Regions from separate parts of the Xenopus laevis genome. Here region 2 is linked to region 1. The links are chromatin contacts, called in public Hi-C maps. All regions are on one chromosome and are shown on one strand. The core of a region is the stretch at or near the end of the contact, and the rest is flanking DNA. Distances in the headings are between cores, read along the strand shown.

Evidence for each region. A called contact is a pair of places that touch in the nucleus more often than the background predicts.
Region 2: a Hi-C map of animal cap shows a contact between it and region 1, with 9 times the contacts expected there. The contact joins two enhancer-like sites. A contact is called at or near these places in 3 of 4 Hi-C or Micro-C datasets (the XL177 cell line, the XTC cell line and animal cap).

What each region holds. Positions count from the first base shown.
Region 1 is chr6S:26,190,238-26,196,798 of Xenopus_laevis_v10.1, reverse strand. No RefSeq gene overlaps it. Among protein-coding and RNA genes, the nearest start is that of asb4.S, 21 kb to the right of the region's middle. Within about 2 kb of position 2,893, at least 2 of the 7 cell types and tissues checked have an H3K27ac peak or open chromatin away from gene starts, as enhancers often do.
Region 2 is chr6S:26,235,516-26,242,076 of Xenopus_laevis_v10.1, reverse strand. No RefSeq gene overlaps it. Among protein-coding and RNA genes, the nearest start is that of pdk4.S, 21 kb to the right of the region's middle. Within about 2 kb of position 3,041, at least 2 of the 7 cell types and tissues checked have an H3K27ac peak or open chromatin away from gene starts, as enhancers often do.

The DNA of each region.
Region 1 (6,561 bases), core at 1,644-4,143:
CTTTAAGCAGGGTTCTGCCATAAACTTGATCTGACTCTACTTGATTCAGTCAGGCCACTACTATACGCAGAAGTGCAACAAAATTGCGCTGTACCCCTCCTTGGCCAAAACTATCTTTGGAGTCTGGAGAACTTGGAGATTGGTGCACTGGAAATTTTTAAAAGTATTGTATCCCCTGCAAATCCCCAGTGCTTCCGAACCAATGCGGGTGTGGTTGGGTGGCATGCTGCCCCCCTAATATTCTGTCATCCTAGGCCTTTGTGGCCTTTACACAAATCCGGGCCTGAGAAGTTTGAGAACAGAGTAGAGAGAAGTATAGAGGAGACATACCACTTTCAGCCACCCCTTGCAAGTGGAGTCTTTTTCCTCTACAGTTACAACAATAACTATAGGAAATATGTTCTTCAAGAAAGTGATTTGTTGTAATTTAATTTCTTCTGTCTAAATGCTTGGGGTAACATCGTTCCTACTGGTGCCTTTTGAGATTGATATACATTTTTTTTAGGGCTTTCAACTCTCCCCCAACCTGTGGGCCAGTATGAAATATTTCATAAAAGTACTGTTTATATCACTTTAGCTTATAACAGATCAATGAGTAAAAGAAAATGCATGAAAATTCCCTCCTGTAGGGCAGTATAGATTTCAAAACTCCCTAGCAAACTATGGATTAACTATGAGTGTGCCAGTTAACCCTGTCTGGCTAATGAAACTGACTAAATGCCGACCCCTTGTCTTGCTTGATGAACACTTCCAAAGGTATGATAAAGAACTGATACACTGAGTGATGGAAAGAAGTTATGTATCATTTATTATTAATAATAATTACTTTTAAAGATATGTAGGAAGGGAATGAAAAACTTCATTAAATCCAACCAGCTTTGCATCACATTCAGTTTTATGTAAGTCCAGAGCACTGGCTTGTGATACCTTTATACAGAGCCGCGGAACTAGCCAGCTGACAATAAGTAGCCATATAAAGTTGTACTTTCACAGAGATATGCATGAATGAAGGTTTGGCTGATCTCTTGGTGCCATCATTCCCTTGAAACAGAGTTCACTGCTATGTATTTACTTAGAACCATTGGATAGGGATCTGGTGCTAAAAGGAATAGCAGGCATGTTGCTGACAGTTAGGTCATATACTGATACTGGAGAGGAACAGCAGATCCCTGGAAGTTCCATTTGTCAGTGCCAAGAAACAGAGCACACGTCAAGGCTTGCCATATATCTTAACAGCACAGTTGTGATACCATCATGAATATCCTCATTGTCCATTATTTTTACTTTCTTCAGCCCCTATTTCCATAGAAATATTCCAATATCACAATCACAAACAGGCCATTATTTATGGCACAGTTTGTGGCTCCTGCCACTTTGTCAAAGACTAACTATCCTTTAGTGCTATTCAAGTTATGTAATGGTCTCATTTATTCTCATACAGTGTGTGTAAAGCTGGCCATAGATGTTGAGATTTTTAAAAGATCCGATCGTCATCGTGAGACCACGATTATCTCGGAACGATCGTACAAATTTACCATCAAGTAAAAAGACCAATTTGCCAGGAAAACAAAGGGGAGCTGCCTGCTTGTCCCTGCAAACATAGATAGATTGCACTGGGACCGATAAAGATTTTTTAACCTGGCCGAACAATTTCCTGACAGATGTCGGCCGAAAAATCGGTGGGAGTTGCAGTTCGAACAATACCAGAAGTAAATAAATGTCTCTCTGCTTTGTCAAGTACTTCATTCTTGCAAGCTAAAAAAACTTTATCTGTGGAGAATTGTCACTACCACAGGAGCCAAACCTCCTCCTCGGGAAGCATCTTCAGAAAACAAAGCTCTGCACATGTGCCCAACGCTGATTTACTTGATTGCCAACGGAAAAACATTTCAGGGATATTTGTCGTCCACGTTGGTGCAAATTTAAACGCACATGACCAATCTCCTTGAGTGCCCTTACAGGCCCGGACTGGCAATCTGTGGATTCTGGCAAATGCCACAGGGGCTGCTGTATGGTTCCATAGAAAGTTACCATATAGTGGGCTGGTAGGAGGCTGTTTGGGTTGGTAGGGGGCTGTTTGGGCCTCTGTGTACTTGGAATGGCAGGGCCTATTTTGACTCCCAGTCCAGGCCTGCGCCTTACACTACAAGCACAAGGCAGACTAAGCACAATACAGGTATGGGATCCGTTATCCGGAAACCCGTTATCCGGAAAGTTCCGAATTACGGAAAGGCCGTCTCCCACAGACTCCATTATAATCAAATAATCCAAGATTTTAAAAAAGATTTCCTTTTTCTCTGTAATAATAAAACAGTTGCTTGTACTTGATCGTAACTAAGATATAATTAATCCTTATTGGAAGCAAAACCAGCCTATTGGGTGTATTTAATGTTTATATGATTTTCTAGTAGTCTTAAGGTGTGAAGATCCAAATTACGGAAAGACCTGTTATCCGGAAAGCCCCAGGTCCCGATGATTCCGGATAATAGGTCCAATACCTGTATAAGAAATAGGAGTGGAGACAGTAGGTTTGATTTTAGGAAGAGAGAGAAGAGAATTAGATTTAGGTTCCCAGAATCTGAGGAACATATATAATTTATAAGGTCAAAATTATAAGGAATAGCAATTGCTATTTCAAAATGAGTAATCATATTTTATATGAACATAAAGGAAATCAAACCTTATGCCCCAACACCCCAGTGCAAACCCCAGCTTTTCTACATTGCATCGACCTCTTGAAACATAAAAACACACAGATTTATGAAGGATTAATGATGCACTAAAATGGGACATCAAATGGACCATGAAAAAACATGGAATGAAGCTCAAGTAATGGGGGCAGGGGCACACGCAAACAACTCAGCATAACAACTGCTGCACATAACCAGAAAGAACTAGTTCCCAAATAGCCCTGCACTGTGCAGCTGCTGAACTGACCTATGAACGCACTCTCATTCTGCACAATCTAGCAAGGTTACAGCACCCTCTAGTGGCCACTCAAAAAAATAACATGATGCTCCTGAAAAACATCAATAAAAATAAAGTCCCTGTGTATGTAATTTTCCAATCCCTGCCAAAGCAATAATATGATATAGTGTAGTATTTATTTTTACTATAAATACACCTTGGTGCGATGCCTACCAATCTCTTATGTTCAGGTATTATGGAGGAATACAATAAAAAAAAGTCACAAAGAGAAAAACAGTTTGCACAAATAAGAATAAAAATTTCCATTTCGCAGTGTAATATTCTTCCTGTTATTGCATTGAGCATTTTAATCTTCATTAAATGTCATAATCTTTTGGAGTCGGAAAAGTCAACGCTATCCGGACGCCCATTGACTTTAACGCCGGCCTCAAAATTGACGCAAATTGACTCGGCGTCAAAATTCGAGTTTTGTGAACGGGAGAAATTCACCCATCAATAGTTTGGAGCAAAGGTAAGAAGTTTTATTACCTTCACTGTGCACTGGCGCAAACTAGAAAATTCGCAAACCGTCTTCCACTGTTGGAAGAAGTCGCTAAACAGTTTCCGGGTTCGCAAAAGCTATATTAAATTCGCGAAAAGGAAAAAGTGTTCGCACAAAGGAATAACTTATCGCATTGAAAATTCGTCGACGTTAAAAATTTTTGGACGCGCATCATAAAAGTTGCTTTCATCAAAACTTTCACGCGTCATTATTCAGACACCCATTGACTTTAACACTGGCGTCAGAATTGACGCGGGCGTCAATATTGACACGGGTGTCAAAATTTTTGCTTTGCTAATTTTTCAGGGACAAATTCACCCATCACTAGTTATAACAATGCCACAAAATTAATTCATCTCAACAGTACATGTATCCCTTAATATCATGGAAGCACTCTCATCAACCTTACGTTCACTTAAAGGTTTACTTATCTTTTAAGCTTCTCTACCTTTAAAAAACTATAATGATATAGTTCAAACTAATAATAAGAATAAAATAATGTGCCTGACTCATCACTCTTTTCCTGTAAGAATCATTCTCTTTGCACAGCTTAAAGGGGAAGTAAAGCCTATGCACCAAATCTTTTTTATCATTTTGCACAACTAACACTTAATACTTTTATACTGTAACATGTTCAGTGCTTTCACTTCCATTGCCTGTTGGGATTTTGGCAATTGGTGAGTAGGAGTATTGAGGCTGGAGGCCCAAGCAGTGACCAAAACAGGGAACAGAAGTGACACAGCACAAGATGGCAAACACTAACAGTGCTGCACTTCTACACACAGTACAAGGGAACAGATAATTGGGGCAGTTGTGAGTAGGAGAGTGGCGGGCCAGTCAATTAGAGATAAATCTTTATACCATGTTAGTAAAACAATTTCAGCCCAGCATAGGTATGCAGAGACATCAGTATTCTGGGGGCAGATTTCCAGTGTTATTGGATTTGGATCACATCATTATCAGATAGGCCCAGGCCATTCCTGTACAATGTAAGGCAGAAAGTCACAGCAGAAAGTATATACGGTATTTTGATCTCCTCCTCACACAGTGGTTATGGGTTGAACACCTCCAATATTAAGTAGCGTATAAATACACTGGAGAGCTGGTCAGTGCAGTGACATCTTGACTGTATTAGAGATGCACAGCACTAAGTATATGGACCACAAGGGTTAATTGACAGAACAATAACAGTGAAATTCTACCAGGACTGGAACTAGGGGTTGGCATAGAGGCACCTGCACAGGGTGTAATGATACGGGGGGCTAGGCAGGTACCTGTTAATCTGTCTTCTGCTGCATACTCCTAGTCCATGTTTGATTCCCTCCCTCGGTCGATCTCCCTCCTTCCCTCCCCTCCATCGCTCCCTTTCCCTACTCTGTCTGTCCCTCGCCTACATCACATGCACGTGTGATTTGCAGTTGGGGTCGCGCATGCACAGGGGGGGAGCGTGGTGGCCGTCCGGGTCACCTAGGGTGTCTGGATTCTTCCCTTACTACACTGTGTGACCAAGAACACCAGGTGGCCAGGTGAGATGAATACATTATTATTATTTTTATTAATTACTATTATTATGATAATTATTATTATTATTATTAATATTATTATTAATAATACACTCAAAGGATACTGCATTATTAGAGTCATAGTTCCAAATCCAAGTACAGTGTGCAAAGTGCAAATGTGAATGCAATTTGCTGTGTTTTTCCATCTCGACAAAATGATGGGCCTTTCTTTAAAACAAACTGTATGTTATAAGCCTTTCTTGGCACACTTCTGTAGAATAGATTCACACTCAATTTACCCCTGGTGCATTAACTGTGGCAATCTGGCAGACCTGGCTTTGTCAGGGGACTGGGTAACTGGGATTTTATAGGTGATGAGCCTCCACCTAGTGGGCACTGAGGGATACAGCTTTTCCATCAGCAAAGTAAAATACAGGTATGGGATTTGTTATCCAGAAACCCATTACACAAAGACTATCTGCCAAAAACTCTATTTTAAGCAAATAATTAAAATTTTAAAAAAAATATTCCTACAGTCCTGTAATGTGGGACAGATCTCGCTAATAGTGATGGATGGATTTATTCACCAGGCATGGATATGCAGTGAATTTCCACTATCAGTCACCCGCAAATTTTTCGTAAAACTTTGATGAAAATTCGCAGGAGAAGATTGCAGCAACAAAAAAAAAATTGTTGCATGTCAAAATTGTTGCGAGCATAAAAATTGTCGCGCGTCCAAATTATTCAGACACCCATTGACTTTAATGCCTTTGGACAAAATAGTCGCGGTATAAAAATTGTTGCTTGCTTCAAAATGATTTTGACGCCTATTGACTTCAATGCGTTTTTTTCATGTTTTGCTAATTTGTAGGGTTTTTTTCTAGCTAACTAGCACTAGTCCCTTTAATATCACAGTGCCACAGTTACTTTACACCAGTAAAGAATCAGAATCATAAGCACATCAATAAAGCCAACTTATAAGCATGCCTAGCTTTCACTAGCGAGCAGGGTAAATATAAATAGTACATTTAGCAACTTAAGTCTATTTAGTAAGATGAGCATCTGCAAAGGTAGCATTGTAGAATTAAGGAAGGATATCACACTGTTTAAATGATTCATGTTTTCACAAGTAGCCTGTCATGCTTCATTTATCTTCAATAAGTTGATTCATTTAGGCTGATTAGTAATGGTTTCCTATTCCCTCTCTTGCAGGTATAGGAAGAGTCTTTTGCAGTACCACCCACCATTGGCTGAATTATGCAGTAAAGAAATGTGTTTTATTTATTGGCTCAGACTTTGATTGATAGGAAGGTCTAATATGTCTTTTAGGGGGGCTCCCTCTCCTAGCAGGTGCATTACAGCTAACTCAAGTAGCCAACTGGAGCACAAACAAAAGCTAACAAAATAAACAAAATAACTGACTCAGGCACACACTTTGCATGCAGGAAAACAAGATTTCCATCAGAGCTGGTTATTTTAAAGCTTTAATACATCTTTTAGGCCAGCGGTCCACAACCTTTTTTGCACCACAGACCAGTTTAAAGCAAGACAATTTTATTCAGAGGACGGGGTGGGGGCTGATGCATGGGT
Region 2 (6,561 bases), core at 1,792-4,291, 45 kb before region 1:
ATATATATATATATATATATATATATATATATAAATTCTACTTATATTTGTACTACTGTATATATTATCAATGAGATGAACCACAGTGTAATTTATTATTCAGTTTCCCTTTGATAGGCATATTAAGTCATGTAGAGATTTCTGGAATATATATGTTAATAGGTTTTAAAAAGCTGCTAAGAATAGACAATTTTGTTTAAAACTGTTTTTGGGTGAGGGTCCCCTTTAATCTATTTAGAGAATGTGCTTTGTCACTGTGCCATATGCACGATACTTGCATTCTAGAATCTAATAATAGAAGAAACAAAAAAAAGTGGTCAGTAATGACATATGTACCGAAGGAAGCAAATCTTCTGCCTCAGAACACAATGTTCCCTAAAAACAAAATTTCCTTGTCTAACAATACTCGCCCTATGTGAATATATGAGCTTCCACTAGATGTCTCCAGCTGGCAACAACTAACACCTGTTGTTTTCACTGTACTGGGAAAAAAAGAGAATTCTTAGAATCTCAGTACAGACAAGCCCTTTACATCAGCTTCTTTGTACAATTAGGAGTCTGTTTATTATGGAAATGCGGCACTAGGTGCAGAGCTCAGCACCAAAGGACCCAAAATTGCCCACAAGCAGGCTGTTTCCATTCATGTCAATAACAGAAGATACAGAGTTGTATTGGGTATTTATCTATAAGCTTAAATACACAAGCAGAGAAACACAAATATATGCTGTTATGTCAAGTGCAGCCCGTGAGTTTCTTTTATAAGGATCTCTTTACCGAGAAATTGTTGCGTTATGTGGCATTTAGTAAAAACACGTGCAGCAGTTCTCTATGTACCCTTAATATAGCTGATGCATATTATGCCTATTCCAGTAGGCTACATTCCACAAGCTTTTAAAAGGGGTAGTTCCGCTTTAAATGAACTTTAAGTATGATGTAGAGTGCTGAGTGTTTGATGTAGGGCATAGTGGGAATACTCCAGGGTTCCCAAGTGTACGTTTGCACAGTTGCGCATCAATTCACCCAAACAGATTACTGGGCTGCAATTAGGGTTGCCACCTAGGCGGTATTTTACCACTCTGGCGAGTAAAAAGGATTGTTGATCCCAACCTTATTAATAGGGAAAAAAGGAAGGCCGGTATTTTTTCCAGAAAAGTTGGCAACCCTAGCTGCAATGGTGCCTGCCGCCAAAGCATACAAGAGTGCAAGAAGCAGTTTTGGATGCAAGTAACTTTAATGAATGGAGTTCATTTACACAATGATTGTATCAAAATAGCAAAAAGCCACTCTGGTATCAGCGTCGTACTACCCATTCCCCCGGGGGCCCCCTGCCCCAGCCTCATCCCCCCTTCCAAATCATAACTTATACCAGCAGGTCTGGGTCAGCTCACAAGGGCTGAGGCCCACCGGGTTTTTTCTCATTGTCCCGCTAGTCCAGTCTGACCCTACTAGTCAAAGTCTAATTTTTAAATTAGAATTTTGGCCCCCTCGCACATACAATTTAAACATGAAGAGCAGCAGCAGAGGAAATGCCCCCTTGCCTTGGGCACAACCCTGAAACACCCCTATGCATGACCTTCTTACAATACACTACAATAAACCAAGTTTCCAGAACAGGTGCCAGGCAGCAGACACATGTTAATGGAAAAGCAGTTTAAATAATACATGGACATTTCATTTCAAATTAAATAGGATAGTAAATATCTGGATTAAAATTAAAATATATATAATTTTCTATTTTGCTTGAAAGGCAAAAAGTGAACCTAAAAGAAGCTGTTGAGCAGGAATCTAAAGGCGTGGGTGTCGTCTGGCAGCTGTTAAGCTAAAGTCCCATCATGCTTGTGTTTAAATAAGGGAGCATGGACCCAGAGCATGCTAGAACAGATGTTATTTTGATCAGTCGAGCAGTGGATTTGTTTGTGCATTTCATTTGTTAGATCAGCACAATGTCAGGTTAAATTAGTGATTGAATACGCTAGATCAGGCTGGCCTGAAACACTCCAAGTAAACACTGAAGGGACTGCATTTGCAGAAAATGATGCATCGCCACAGCTTGATTAATGGGGGTACTTAACCCTTTCTATGTCACCAATCACATCATCTATAGCACACATACAAAAATATCAGCTTTCCAGCACCAATTAAATTCTTAATTTCCAGTGTTTGATGTGCATAGTGGACTAGCTCTCCAGGGCACCATGAGAAAACCTGTTGGGCCCCTCTGGCCTGGGCACATGCTACCATGCATGCAAAGAGCCCTCGGCCCAACCACATCTAATCCTCTCTTGTCCCTTACATGGTAGCCGAGCAATGTTAGCAGCACCATCTCTGGCCACATCCAATACCCAACTGTACCCAGTTGACTTCAGGTTTCTAGTGAGTGTGCTTCTGGTTGGAAATCAATGGCAGGGAGCCTTCACACAGATGTGGAGTGGCAGCCTCCATTGTCATTGTGTTACTGCTTTGTTGGGCCAGGAATGAGGCAAGGATAGGGTTGCCACCTGGCCAGTATTTTACCGGTTCATCCCAATGTTATGAATAGGGAAAAATTATAAATATATAGGAAGACCAAGCAAGGATGACCATTAGATGCAGTAAGGAAGGTGGAAGGGGACCCTTTGAGCAGGAGGGGCTATTTTAAGAAAGGGCTGTGGGGGTTTCATCCCTATTTATTTCTATTAGGTTTCCTTATGCCCAGGCTTGACATAGCCAGATGTCACATGTTATGTGCACAATATAAACAGGGTATGGATTTACCTTCATTTTATCCTGGTCGGACTTTTTATGCAGTACAATGGGTGCCTATATGACGTGGTGCTGTGGATGTATAGTTATTATTAGTAGCTGGACATGCTGGTGGTTACACAATGCAGCTTTAGCAAAGGGGTTGGGTGTTCCTGACTACAAATGGCTGTTTATAGTGAGGCTGTGGAATGTTATTGAGATGTTTTCATCTTGAATTTCAAGAATAAGCCAGAAGGGGGCTTTGCACAATGAACTCATATGACTACAAGTAAACACTGAGCTGGAACAGCGTAAACTTTCACCTACTTAGCCTCCTCCTTGTCCCACACACTGTTCCGACTCAGTAGGGAGGGGAATATGCAACCACAATTTGTCACTAACAACTTCCTGCCAAGGGGTCAACAAAGCAACTCACACACACGTTGGGCATTTGTTCCCTTTTCTCACTGGGGTTTATGATAACTGACAACGGCAAAACTCTTTGCAAAAAAAAAAATTTTTGTAGAAAATATTCGAAGCTTGCACTTATCTCAGTTATATTGAATGTTATGAAGGAGATTGTAAAGCCAACCAGCATCTACTACCCCACTACTCCAGCCAGTAGTGAAGGGCTGCAGGCTAAACCTCTGGAACTGTAGAAAAACACAATGAATGCATATAGCAAAATAGCTTCTTTAGCGGGATGCTAACTGAAACCTAAATTTAGTGGGATGACTTTTCATCCACTTTAACTGGCTTTTAATTAAATTGACCCCAATTTGTGTTGCATTAATTCTGCTCTGTCTGACAGATATATTAGGATCGGAACACTGGCACCCAAGACAAAAATAAACTTGATTTGGCAATTCATATGGGTACCCAAATTGGGCAAATATCTGCTTGTATGGCGAGGTTGGGGGATCTATTCGTGAATGGCCAGCTTTAGTTCGAAGAATATCTAGGACAACAAATAAGTGTTCACCACCAAATCTCTTCAATCTGGGCATCTAGTTATATCTATATATGTAAGGAAGAAAATATGCATTATTTTAAAATTTCTCTAAACTGGGATTTAGTCTGAGCTTCCTACCAAGGCTCTCGCTTTCCTAATGGGGCCATCTGACATTTAGGTCTGTAGTCTTCCCTGTGGTAACATATGGCAGTAAAAGTTGGACTATGAGAAAGGTACATAATTGTTACAAGAAACACTGATGGTAAAACTAAAGTTCAGCTTCTTTGGCCACATAAATTAATGAAGGTGGAGAAAATAGGAGGTAGAAGAAGAAGAAGACAAGATATGCTCTGATGGATTGACTGTAGTATTGAACTTGAATTCCCAAAACTCAGAGGAGCAGGTAGTGGCAGAAACCCAATTAATAAAGTCTATCAGAGTTGCATTAGTCTAATCACCGTAAGTAAAAAAAGGCAATATATACCTTGTATAAAGCTGGCTTTACATTTGCTCTCATTTTGAATAAAAGTTGATGGCAAAGGTTATTGTGCAAGAGGAACCGATTATAGTAGAACCCCCATTTTAAGTTTTTCAGGGGACCAGGATAAAATGATATGCAAATTATATGCTAACTATGTATACATATATAAGGGGATCATATAATAATCTCTCTAATGCTTTATTTACCAGTAGGTCTTTCCAGCTGACAAGAGGTCACCCATTCCGATTAGAAGAAAAGAGGTTCCGCCTAAATATTCGGAAGGGGTTTTTTACAGTGAGAGCTGTGAAGATGTGGAATTCTCTCCCTGAATCAGTGGTACAGGCTGATACATTAGATAGCTTTAAGAAGGGGTTGGATGGTGTTTAGCAAGTGAGGGAATACAGGGTTATGGAAGATAGCGCATAGTACAAGTTGATCCAGGGACTAGTCTGATTGCCTTTTTGGAGTCAGGAAGGATTTTTCCCCCTCTGTGGAAAATTGGAGAGGCTTCAGATGTTTTTTTTTTGCCTTCCTCTGGATCAACTGGCAGTTAGGCAGGTTAAAAAAGTTAAAAGGTTGAACTTGATGGACGTGTGTCTTTTTTCAACATAACTTACTATATTACTCAAAGGATATAAGCACAGGAGTCAATTTTACTTTGAAATACAATAGTTACTGTGTTAATTACTAGGGTTAAACATTGCAGCATTAATGTTACACTATGGGGGGGGCATATGCACAAGCTACTGCAATAAGTGGTTTGACTATGACTGCATGAGGTGCAGACTAATTGGAATTGTCTATTTACAGACAGAACATCGCAAAATATGCATCTGGTTAATAGTTTAAATCTCTTTATTTCACTAATAATAATATTCACAGAGGGTAAGCGCAGTGACACATGGGAAGATTTGTCGCCAGCGACTTCCTCTGGAGGCATCTATAAACAAATTATCGAACAGTTGAGCATAACGCCAGCCATTTCAATTACCGGCAATGGAGAGCCATTTCTGGGAGATTTGACGCTTCTACAAAAAACAAAACTTCCCGTGTGCCACTACCCTAAATTGCAATTTTTGGGAATATTTTTGTAAAATCCAGGGATGTAAAATTAGGGTATGTAAAAGAGGTTTCGCTGTATCTGCATGTCTTAACTGAGAAGAAGCCTTGTTGACTTAAATAACCTCACCCAGAGACTCCTGTGCCCTTTTAAATTGTTCTGTTCTATAACTGGTTTCCTGGGATTAATGAGTAATCATTAATAGTTGGGGGGAAAAAGAACCACAAGGTGTAATGGCAACTGAAGGAGAAATAGCTGGCATGTGATATTTAACCTTTCCCCAGCAGGCAGATTTGGAAATTGTTCAAAAGTAATATTATCTAACCCTAAACTATTCACACACACAGGTGTCACAAAGGCATTTTGTTTTCCTTGGTGTAGCATTGGTCAGGAACAGGGAATGTCTTCACACACTGTTCTTTTCCCATTGTGTCTTTTGATAAACAGACTGTGTTCTGTGACCTCTCACACACTTGGCTGCCGTTCCTAACTGTCTCTGCCACAAAGCACAGATCAACTCCTTGTAAGACCAAATACTATCTGGATTAGAGAAAGGAGCATGCGGCTGATGCTATTCTTTTACACAACCAAACTACCAGTGGCAAGCAGATTTTAAGCCATAACCTCCATGATAGAGAATTTAAGGGAAGCTTTAAAGGACACTGAAATCTGCTTTCCCAGTGATCCCTTGTGGCTGTCCAGTATGGGTGCATTCTCAGTGTATTGCAATTTACTAACTCCCAGTGAATAATTTCCTTGTCCTTTAAGATTTTTTATTTTCAGCTTTGTCTGCATGAGGTAGAAGTTAAGCAGGAATTATATGAGCAATAGGTTGAATCTTTATTTAATCTTAAATTCAAAATTACTATATTATTATAGATGTTCTTCCTTTTTTAACACAGGTTTATACAGTATGTGTCAGAAAAGTCATATATAATTAAGAACAGCTTGTGTATTAGATATATACATACATTTTCTATAGAAAGAATACCTGTTATCACAGTTGCAGAAATAAGAGGGCTTTTAGTGCTGTATTATAATTATTGCATGAGCTGTTCTATTGTCAGGTCCCTCTAGGTAACACTGTTCAGTAAATAAGCTTACCACAGGGCTGTACAAATAGGTGGTTAGCACCTACTGGTCTAGTGCAGTCAGGATGATGCCAAGGGCAAATATTTCTCATATTATCACTTAGCCCTCCATATAGTGAAATAACTACTTTCATTTGCAAAGACAATATATCAGAATTCAGTGTATTAATTTGTGCACGCTGCAGCAAAGGGCATTACAAATCTCACTTGCACATTCTGTGATTAGGAATTTAACTACATGAATATGTGCACATAC